2 separate regions of the Oncorhynchus mykiss genome follow, and region 2 is linked to region 1. The links are chromatin contacts, called in public Hi-C maps. All regions are on one chromosome and are shown on one strand. Each heading gives the region's core, a stretch centred on a gene start, on an enhancer-like site or on the middle of the called end of the contact. The rest is flanking DNA. Distances are from core to core; before and after follow the strand shown. Region 1 holds the start of lzic (protein LZIC). Region 2 holds the start of LOC110532339 (rho-related GTP-binding protein RhoA-C).

Region 1 (4,596 bases), core at 1,287-3,786:
TACATACCATACGAAACATGTCATACTAAATGGAGTGTCTCGAAATGCTCTGAGACCAGGTTGCTACGAGGGGTCTCAAAGCCTCGGTTAGGTTCGGTTTGCTCCGAGCCAGAAGTAAACGTCTGTGCCATTTACTCCCTTAAAAAGACAGTAGCTTAAAAAACAAGAAAAAACACTTCAATTTGTCCCTCTAGAGAGACTGTACGCAACAACATACAGTAACACTTTTTCAAAATCTGTCAGACTCAATCTAAGATAAATCAAGAAATATGTAATTCGTTTTTACTTAAAGGTCTTAGTCGCGCGATTTTACAGTTAACTAAGACGTTTGGTGCAGTATTTCTCAAGTGAAAAAAATTGCACAAAAACTAGTCTTCTGTCACTGAACGACAACAAAAACTTAATTGAAGAATGACTACTGCTGACCAATCACCGACGAAGAGGCGTAGACTTCCGAACTTCAGTTTATTTATGTTTTATTTAATCTTTATTTAACTAGGCTTAAGTCAGTTAAGAACAAATTCTTATTTACAATGAAGGCCTACCCCTGCCAAACCCTAACCCGGACGATGCTGGGCCAATTGTGTGCCGCCCTATGGGACTCCCAATCACAGCCGGTTGTGATACAGCCTGGAATTGAACCAGGGTCTGTAGTGCATTAGACCGCTGCTCCACTCTGGAGCTTGACTCAAAAAGTGATAAGTGCTATCTGATATCCCTGGGACGTCCATACCCTAGACCTAAACCTAACCTCAGCCCCCTCTTCTTCAGTGGGGTTGAAGGCTATTTCGATCATCTAGCTAAAATATAAGCCTATTTTGACTAACAAGCCATGGCAATAGACAATAAAACAATCCTGAAAACATTTTTTCTTCTATATCATGGTGGCCCACAAACAATAGTTTAAGTGCATGCCGCCACCTACTGTGCAAGAATGTATGATCAATCATGATCGGCCCAATTCTGTACTACCATGAAAATAAATTCTAAACCAAATAAATCCCTAACTTTTACCACAACCTCCCCAAAAACCCCTCCCCATTAAACTGTATATCTGTCATGCTGAAACACTCCACCCTTAGCATTGTTCAGCATGTCAACAACCATTTCAACAGTAACATCTGTTACCCCCAATATATCTCTTTTGCCTTCTCCACAATAACCTTCAACCTGTTATTTTTGCTTTCCACACCCCAAGTTGTACTGATAATCTTAGCAATATAATTCATTATCAAAGTGTCCTTTGACAAGGCACATTCATGAGCACAAGATTTTTTAACAGGCCTCAAAATCATGCCAGGACAATCAGAAGCACCAGCCCCGACAGTAGACCCACTACAGGTACATCCGTGTATGCGCCATCAGTCCGCACTGTAGTTCTACCAATCTGTTTTATGGCCTCTGCATACGATACAGGATCAGTCATGATGTATCTCTGAGCCTCTCGCTGTACCTTGCATTAACCAAATGCTGCACTGTGTTCTCCCCCACAATTACAGCACTTACCCTTCACACTGCTTCCACATTCACCGTAATCATGTGCGCCTTCACACTTGGCACATATTTTCTTTCCTTTACACTGAACAGCTACATGTCCCATTCTTTGGCATTTAAAACACCACAGTGCATGGGACAAATGATCTAACATTGAAACTAAGGAATCCTATCTGTACTTTTCCCGGCAAGACTTTCTCAAACCTCACAATCACTGATAACCTTTCACTTCTTTGATCCTCTTTCATCTGTGAACATAGATATATTGGGACCCCAGTGAGGAATACCCTTAACCTAGCATAAGCACCAGGTACATGGCTTTTAATCTTCATCCCATTCAATGTTTCTATTTTTCAATATCTTCCCCTTGTTCCCACACAATATTAACAATCTACCATGTCCAATGAAGCGAGCTAATTTCACTTCACCTACCTCTTTCTCTGCGGCATTACCTTCAACCAAGTTAGTCAGATAGGGTGTAAGTGAGACCCTGTGGTCTCATCAAACACAATCACCACTTTCCACTCCAACACATCACTACTCTTGTATCCTACCTTGGCCCTCTTTAAGCTTTCTTTACAAGACGATCCACTACTTTCTGTACTATGATCTCTCTTCTTCCTATGTCTTTTCACTACCGAACATTCCGACCCTTGACCCTCACGTTCCATACCATCTATACTGACACCCATATTGTTCTCATTCCAGCACAGCTGCTGCTGCTGCTTCACCAACTTTTCCTCAATTTCCTCCATTTCATCTGCACTACTCGCCGCCATTTCCCATGAACCTCTTACCACATTTCTGCAATAGCGAAACAAGACTCAACGATATCAAACAACTCTCACTTGTGATCAAACAATCGGTCTCATTCGTTTCTAGTCGCCTCCTTACACAGTTCAGCCACAAACGTGTCAATCCCTCAATCTTTCCAGATCCCTGAAAACATTCGCTTGATGTTCCCAAAATACAAGGAACCTAACACTAAAATGACTCTTTAAAATGTAATGCACTTTCTGTATTACTAATCGGTCTTTGATTGGAGAGGATTAAAATAGAGACATATGATTGGACAAAAAATAACCGGAAAGGACAAGGCCGCACCCACGGAATAAGAGTCAAGTCTAGGTGGGATTCAGCTTTTGTCAGATGTACGTAAATCATTTTTTGTTGTTGCATTTTAGCTAATCCTAACAATTTTCTAACTTTAACCAAATTCTCATAACCTTCGACATTTAATAGGCTACGTAATTTCTCATAAACCGGCTACGAAAAGTCAATTCTGACAAATGCTGGATCCCTTCTATCCATGACCACAAACAAGAGCTACGTTCACAACTCCCACACTCCCCAATGTTTTTTGACAGTATTTTGTAACACATTTCATGGAGAAGTATTCAAATATATGTTCACCTCTTTCCTAAATTGATTGTGTTGAGGCGAGTTATATTTTTCTAACGATCAGGTGAGGATTACTTATTTAATTTTTTCAAGCCAGCAGCTAGACAACTATAGCCACAGGCTAGACTACTACACGCACAAAAAAACTGTCTCAGTCAGATGAATCTGGCGGCCAGTGGGAACAAGGTAGCTAACTATAGTAGCTAGCTAATAGCGAATGTTATTCTTCATGTCAAAGGATAGACCGCTCCATTGTGTTTGTAGCTAGGTAGTTAATCCACAAGTGATACATGAAATTGAACTATTTACTCACTAAATATGATATTTGCAGGGTGGAAGCATGGCTTCTCGTGGCAAATCAGAAACTGGGAAACTAAAACAAAACATGGAGGAGCAACTGGACAGATTGATGCAACAGCTCCAAGATTTGGAAGAGTGCAGGTACTCTCATCATCAGTCATTCCTAACTGTGAACATAATGTGGGTTGTCTGGATGTTCCACACACAGAACTAGAATTAATTCAGTGTATTATATTTATAAGATTCCACTAAGGGATGTAGCATGGAACTTAGACCACATATGTCTAGAGTGGATGTTCCACTCACAGAATTAGAATGAGTCATTATATTCATTCTATTTCTATGATTCCACAAAGTGATACATGTAGTATTAATGGAATTTAGAGCACATCTCTGTACACCCATAGATTTTGTTCCTCCATTACCAGGGCTCTCTGTTTATTCTAGAGAAGACCTAGAAGAGGAGGAGTATGAGGAGACCAAGAAGGAAACCCTGGAGCAGTTGAATGAGTTCAATGAGTCTCTGAAGAAGATGGTGACAGGCAACATGACACTGGTGGATGAGCTTGGAGGAATGCAACTGGTAGGGACTTTGGATGACCAGATATTAAAATTAAATAGAATATTATGAATATAAATAATATACTTAAAGGAAATCAAACTCATTCCATGGAGGTTTGAGTGTCTGCTGTTTTTTGTTAATTCCTTTAAATGTGTGTCCAATTAAGACCAAGACAACTAGGTGATGGCAGTTCCTAAATAATCAATTATCAATCAAGTACAAGGAAGGAGCGAAAACCCACAGACACTACCATACAGGAAATGAGTTTGACACCCCTGATCTAATGTATCTCTATGGGCCATACACTGTCATATCATAAGAGTGACATAATATTATAACGGGTAATGACAAACCATAATGTTGTCATGATGCATGACATGGGAGAACTGTCCTTTTCTTCATTAGGCAATCCAGGCTGCCATCAGCCAAGCTTTCAAGACCCCCGAGGTGATCCGAATGTTTGCCAAGAAGCAACCGGGGCAGTTGAGAACCAGATTAGCAGAGGTTTGTCGGAAGCACTGTTCATCTATGTATTTTATGTACATTATTGTTTGTACATTATTTGATACATTTAATATCAAAAGTAAGCTTTACATTCTAAAACCTGTTCAGTTCATGGAATGCTTTGAGGGACACATATTAGTCGTGGACTAAAAAGCATGGTCAATTGAGAATCTCTATTGAAATAGCTTTTTAATCCAGGACTAAGATTAATCTGTGACTGGGAAACTGCCCCTGAAAGTTTAGCCGAATGGTGTGAAATTTTCTGTAGATGGACCGTGATGTCATGGTGGGAAAACTTTCGAGGGATGTGTACACTCAGCAGAAGGTGGAGATCC
Region 2 (4,679 bases), core at 702-3,201, 260 kb after region 1:
TCCGGCTTTAAACTTCTTCACAACAGTATCTCGGACCTGCCTGGTGTGTTCCTTGTTCTTCATGATGCTCTCTGCCCTTTTAACGGACCTCTGAGACTATCACAGTGCAGGTGCATTTATACGGAGACTTGATTACACACAGGTGGATTGTATTTATCATCATTAGTCATTTAGGTCAACATTGGATCATTCAGAGATCCTCACTGAACTTCTGGAGAGAGTTTGTTGCACTGAAAGTAAAGGGGCTGAATAATTTTGCACGCCCAATTTTTCAGTTTTTGATTTGTTAAAAAAGTTTGAAATATCCAATAAATGTCGTTCCACTTCATGATTGTGTCCCACTTGTTGTTGATTCTTCACAAAAAAATACAGTTTTATATCTTTATGTTTGAAGCCTGAAATGTGGCAAAAGGTCGCAAAGTTCAAGGGGGCCGAATACTTTCGCAAGGCAATGTAGGTCTTATCAGAAAAATGTTCTTTTCTCAGCTTTTTATTTCCTTAAACTGACATTGGACATCTTGCACAACACCAATCTTTCCACTGTTTGAGTTATTGCATTTTTCCCCAGTCCCTAAACGAAAGACAATTTTACCGATCTTAACAACATTAATGAATGAATTCTTTCGACGTAAGAAATTCTGGTGAGCACTACTTTATTTAGTCTTCTAGAGCAACAAGTTATGACAGAAGATAAGCTGTATATAACTTTAGGTGACAAACAAATGACCTACCAAATGTCCGAAATTATAAGCAGAGACTTGGCTAGATTAGGGGTTAAAAGGTACGGAGTATCAGCAAAATAAATTATTATGCAATTATTATGGTGGATCAAAGTGATTTGTTTGACAAGCAGGATGAAAACGTTATCACACAACACCCATGATATGTGCAACTGAGCCTGTGCAGACTACGAAAAACAACAGTTTTAAATGTTAATGTACAATATTTGATGGATTTGCAAAAAATATGTTACAAATTTCTATCTAGGTGGCTAACGTTAGCTGGGTTCAGGTTGTTTAGGAGTTAGTTTGAAGGGTTAGCTAAATTGCATTGTTTGCTCTATAACCTGTTAGTTCATATACCTTGCGACCGTGATGTATAGGCTTAAAGCCGAGACAATAATACAGTGGTGAAATCAATTCAACCAAACCTTTTGTTCAAGCAAGTTAATGTTTCCAACATTTTCGGACTAATAAACAACTATTGATTTAGAACCATGGAGAGCAAGTCGCAAAGAAAACAGGAGCTGCCTCCACTAATTACAGCACCAGTTCAACATCATGATCTCTGTGTGTGTGTGTACGTTCGTTCGTGCAAGTAAAGAACATGTTGACTCACCCTACTTGTACCCTAAACCCTAACATAACCCTTAACATTTTACAAAAAAATTGAACAATGAGCCAGATATTTCCCCGGATCTATAAATGAGAAGCTTCCGTTTGGCGTTTCCACTTACTACCAAATATGGTGAAGAGAGGAAGCCCAATGGCCGGTAGTGGGAGAAGATGTAGCTAGATCGATTTTGGCCGACTTTCTGCTCATTTTCTCATCGATTAAACATTTGATCTCCATACAGTTTTGTGTTTCCAAAACTAGAATTTGTAACTGAGAGGACTGCGTTTTGTAGACCTTACCCTTTGCCAAAGTTTCACAAGAGTGTGTTGTTTTGAAGGAGTGCAAGGGCAAATAGAGTTCGCTTTAGCACAGAGTAGGCGTTCCCTAACGGCAAAATGCAAATAAATGGTAGAATGCCCTAATAGGATCTCACTAGCTTGTGCTTGGCTCTGCCCACCTTGCTTGTTCTTTTCACTATGATTCATTTTCTCCCATTGGAATGACAGGTTCTGGTCGATATTGGGTTTGTGACGTCCCAAGGATCTCGATTAGCATGGACCGAACAAGATCCACTCGTGACTTCCGTTTTTCCCTGAACCGGTAAACATGTATATATAGTTGACTTAAATATCTGTCACTCATTCATTTGAGGCGTCCTATTGGCGCGAGATCATGGGCATAGGCGGATGTTATCGGCGTGGCACACTGTCGGGGGCGGGGTTGAAGGGTCGGACAGGAAAAGAAAAAGGCGAGGACATCTGCAACGAAAACGGTAATAAAACTAGTAGCTAAATGTAACCTATTTTAACATCGTTGTTATTGATCACCATGAAAAGGGACCATTTATAAACTAAATGTTTGGATGAGGCTTTAAAACGTGTTTTCTGTAGGCAAGATGACATTAGGCCAGAGTGACAAATTAGCTAGCGGCGTTGATGCCGGAAACGAACGAACAATTGAAGTGAAAAGACTCCTCGTTTCAGCTCCACCAGTCAGAGCTAGACAGGCCAATGCTAGATAGCAGGTCACCAGAGTCGGGTATACAGTGCCATCATCACCATTAGGAAGTTCGTAACACATCCCTGGTCTGAAAGCAAGCTAGCTAGCTAGCTAGCTCTTCACCCTGTATAGTCGACAAGATCTCTAGCTAGCTAACTCGCTAGATACCACTGACATGATAAGTGACAATGTAAATAACCGCCGTCCACCGAACCGCACTTGCAATACTGGGCGTTTTTAAACGAGACAATCATTGTAGCTAACTATTTGTTTGTCCAACTAGCTACAGTAGTTATCTAGCACTGAGTTTACGTGAGAAGAGGGGGAAATAACTAGCTAGCTAATATAACTTGGGTGCGGCTAATACATTCATAGACGAACTACCTTTAGCGCCTATTGACGATAGTGTCTTCTGCCAAGCCTGTGGGGAATGTTAAGATCCCCAACGCTCATCGTTAACGCATCGCTTGCGGTAAATGTTTTGGAAGCTGTACCTGTGCTATCTAGTTTACTCTGAACAGCTTTAAGTGTAACTGGATAGGAAGTGTAGTTCGTCAACTGGAGGCACACATAGCATATAGGTAGGTCTGTGCAAAACTGCTTTACTTACTGTATTTTGTTATTTGAAAGCGGGGCATATCAGCATGTTTCAAAAACCGTTTAGCAAGAGATGATTGACGTTTCATAACGCTAATACACAGCGTGGCCTTAGCTAACCCCTGAAACCCTGAGGGTTTTTGTGAGAGCTAGGGTGCAGGTGTTGAGGACATGCGTCCATGGGGTGGCTAGCTTGATCTCAATCAAAGGGTCTTCAGCAGGTAGTCTGCCTTTAGTGATGATAGTGACTTTTTTGGTATGATGGGTCATTCCATGTTAATGTATTACACATTTCCATTTATGTATTTTCCTGAAATTCAGTAGGCTTAGATAAATAATTAAAGTTAGGTTACTATAAATCTATGGGGTTACAGGCCTTGAGCACTACGGACTGGTTTCCTGGACTCAGATTAACCCTAGTCCTGGACTGAAAAGCACTGCAATGGCGAAATCTGTGTGTGGGAAACTGGCTCTATGGTAATGTTCCAGATGTTCAGATTCTGTTGTTACTGGAGCTGAAGTTGGTGGCTGGCTTTCATAGGTCCTTTGACGCATTTAGGAGGCTTAGCCCCAAATTCAGTTGTTTAACAGGTGGGAACCAGGGTTTCAATTAGACTGTAATATCAAGCCGATAAATAAAATTGGCACCGGCAAATTGCCCGGGAAAAAAATCCCATTGCGAAATAGACTTTTAGCCTATTCGTTGATGTAAATACATTTGACTGGTCATACTTATCTTCTATGGGTCATTTGCGTAATTTAGTGGTACTAAATTGGCGCGTGTGTTTATTCGTTTATCTTATTTATCACACGTGCACAACATAGATACAGAGCATGTGAGTGGAAAATCTGTCGGACAGCGCTTTTATAAACCCAATATTGCGCAACAATTCTAAACGCAATGGTATATTTCTCAACTGGTAATTGAAGCGCGCTACCCATTCGCCATTCAAATGCTAGGCAACGTGCCAGGCTTCATCATTGCATCACAACACTTTGCCATGAGTATGAGGCAGTATGCATTTTGAGAACATAGCTACTTAATTGTTTGAACCCTGAACTTTTTACTTCATACTAGGCATAGTTCAATACCTTCCTTCAAAGTAGCCTAGGCAAAATCCGACCATATCCGTTGAAGATATTATTTTATACACTTCCATAAGCCATTGAAACAAAGCCTATTTTCGCTCATGTTCTATATATATTTATTTTATTTTTTTCCCCGGTAACCAAATGCACATTTGCATGTAGCCTATTGCCTTGTGCGCATTCCTGTGCTAATAATGTTAAGAAATAGTTTATCAACACTTTAAGCTAAACTTTCTGATCTGTTCCATCAGATTAATTGCTTTTTAACGTTAGTTGCCTAGGCCTACTGATTTGTATCAATTTGGGATCTACCGTCCCACAACTGTCCCAGAGTCTGTTTGGGCTATTTCTTTCTCAAGCTGACCAATATAATAGGTACATTTTCTACTACACAAAATTAAATCAAACCATTCAAAATAGCCTACTAAAGCATGATTTGGCCATAGTAGATCATTAGCTATCCCTAGCTTTAAAACAAGTGTTTTTTTTGTTGTATTGCTTTGCCTACAGTGGGAAGGAAGGGCAGCAAGTATCAGATAGCTGAGTTGTGATTGTCAGTGAAAAGTAGAGGCCCAACCAGTCATCGCAATGTTTAAAAAAAAAATCACGGGAAAGCAAATGGCTATTGCTGTAAAGAAAATACAATGAAATGACTCCAG

What was found. Hi-C and Micro-C count contacts between places; a contact is called where the count stands out from the background.
Region 2: a contact with region 1 is called in a Hi-C map of blood, with 6 times the contacts expected there. The contact joins the promoter of LOC110532339 here to the promoter of lzic in region 1. A contact is called at or near these places in 2 of 3 Hi-C or Micro-C datasets (blood and liver).

What each region holds. Positions count from the first base shown.
Region 1 is chr9:51,918,610-51,923,205 of USDA_OmykA_1.1, forward strand. lzic (protein LZIC) reads left to right here and starts at 2,537. Exons shown (of 7, transcript XM_021616133.2): 1 at 2,537-2,645; 2 at 3,227-3,336; 3 at 3,643-3,778; 4 at 4,163-4,261; 5 at 4,530-4,596. The coding sequence starts at 3,236. LOC110532330 (nicotinamide/nicotinic acid mononucleotide adenylyltransferase 1) reads right to left here and starts at 2,534. Exons shown (of 5, transcript XM_021616126.2): 1 at 2,389-2,534.
Region 2 is chr9:52,180,277-52,184,955 of USDA_OmykA_1.1, forward strand. It overlaps LOC110532339 (rho-related GTP-binding protein RhoA-C), which reads left to right and starts at 1,952. Exons shown (of 5, transcript XM_021616144.2): 1 at 1,952-2,107.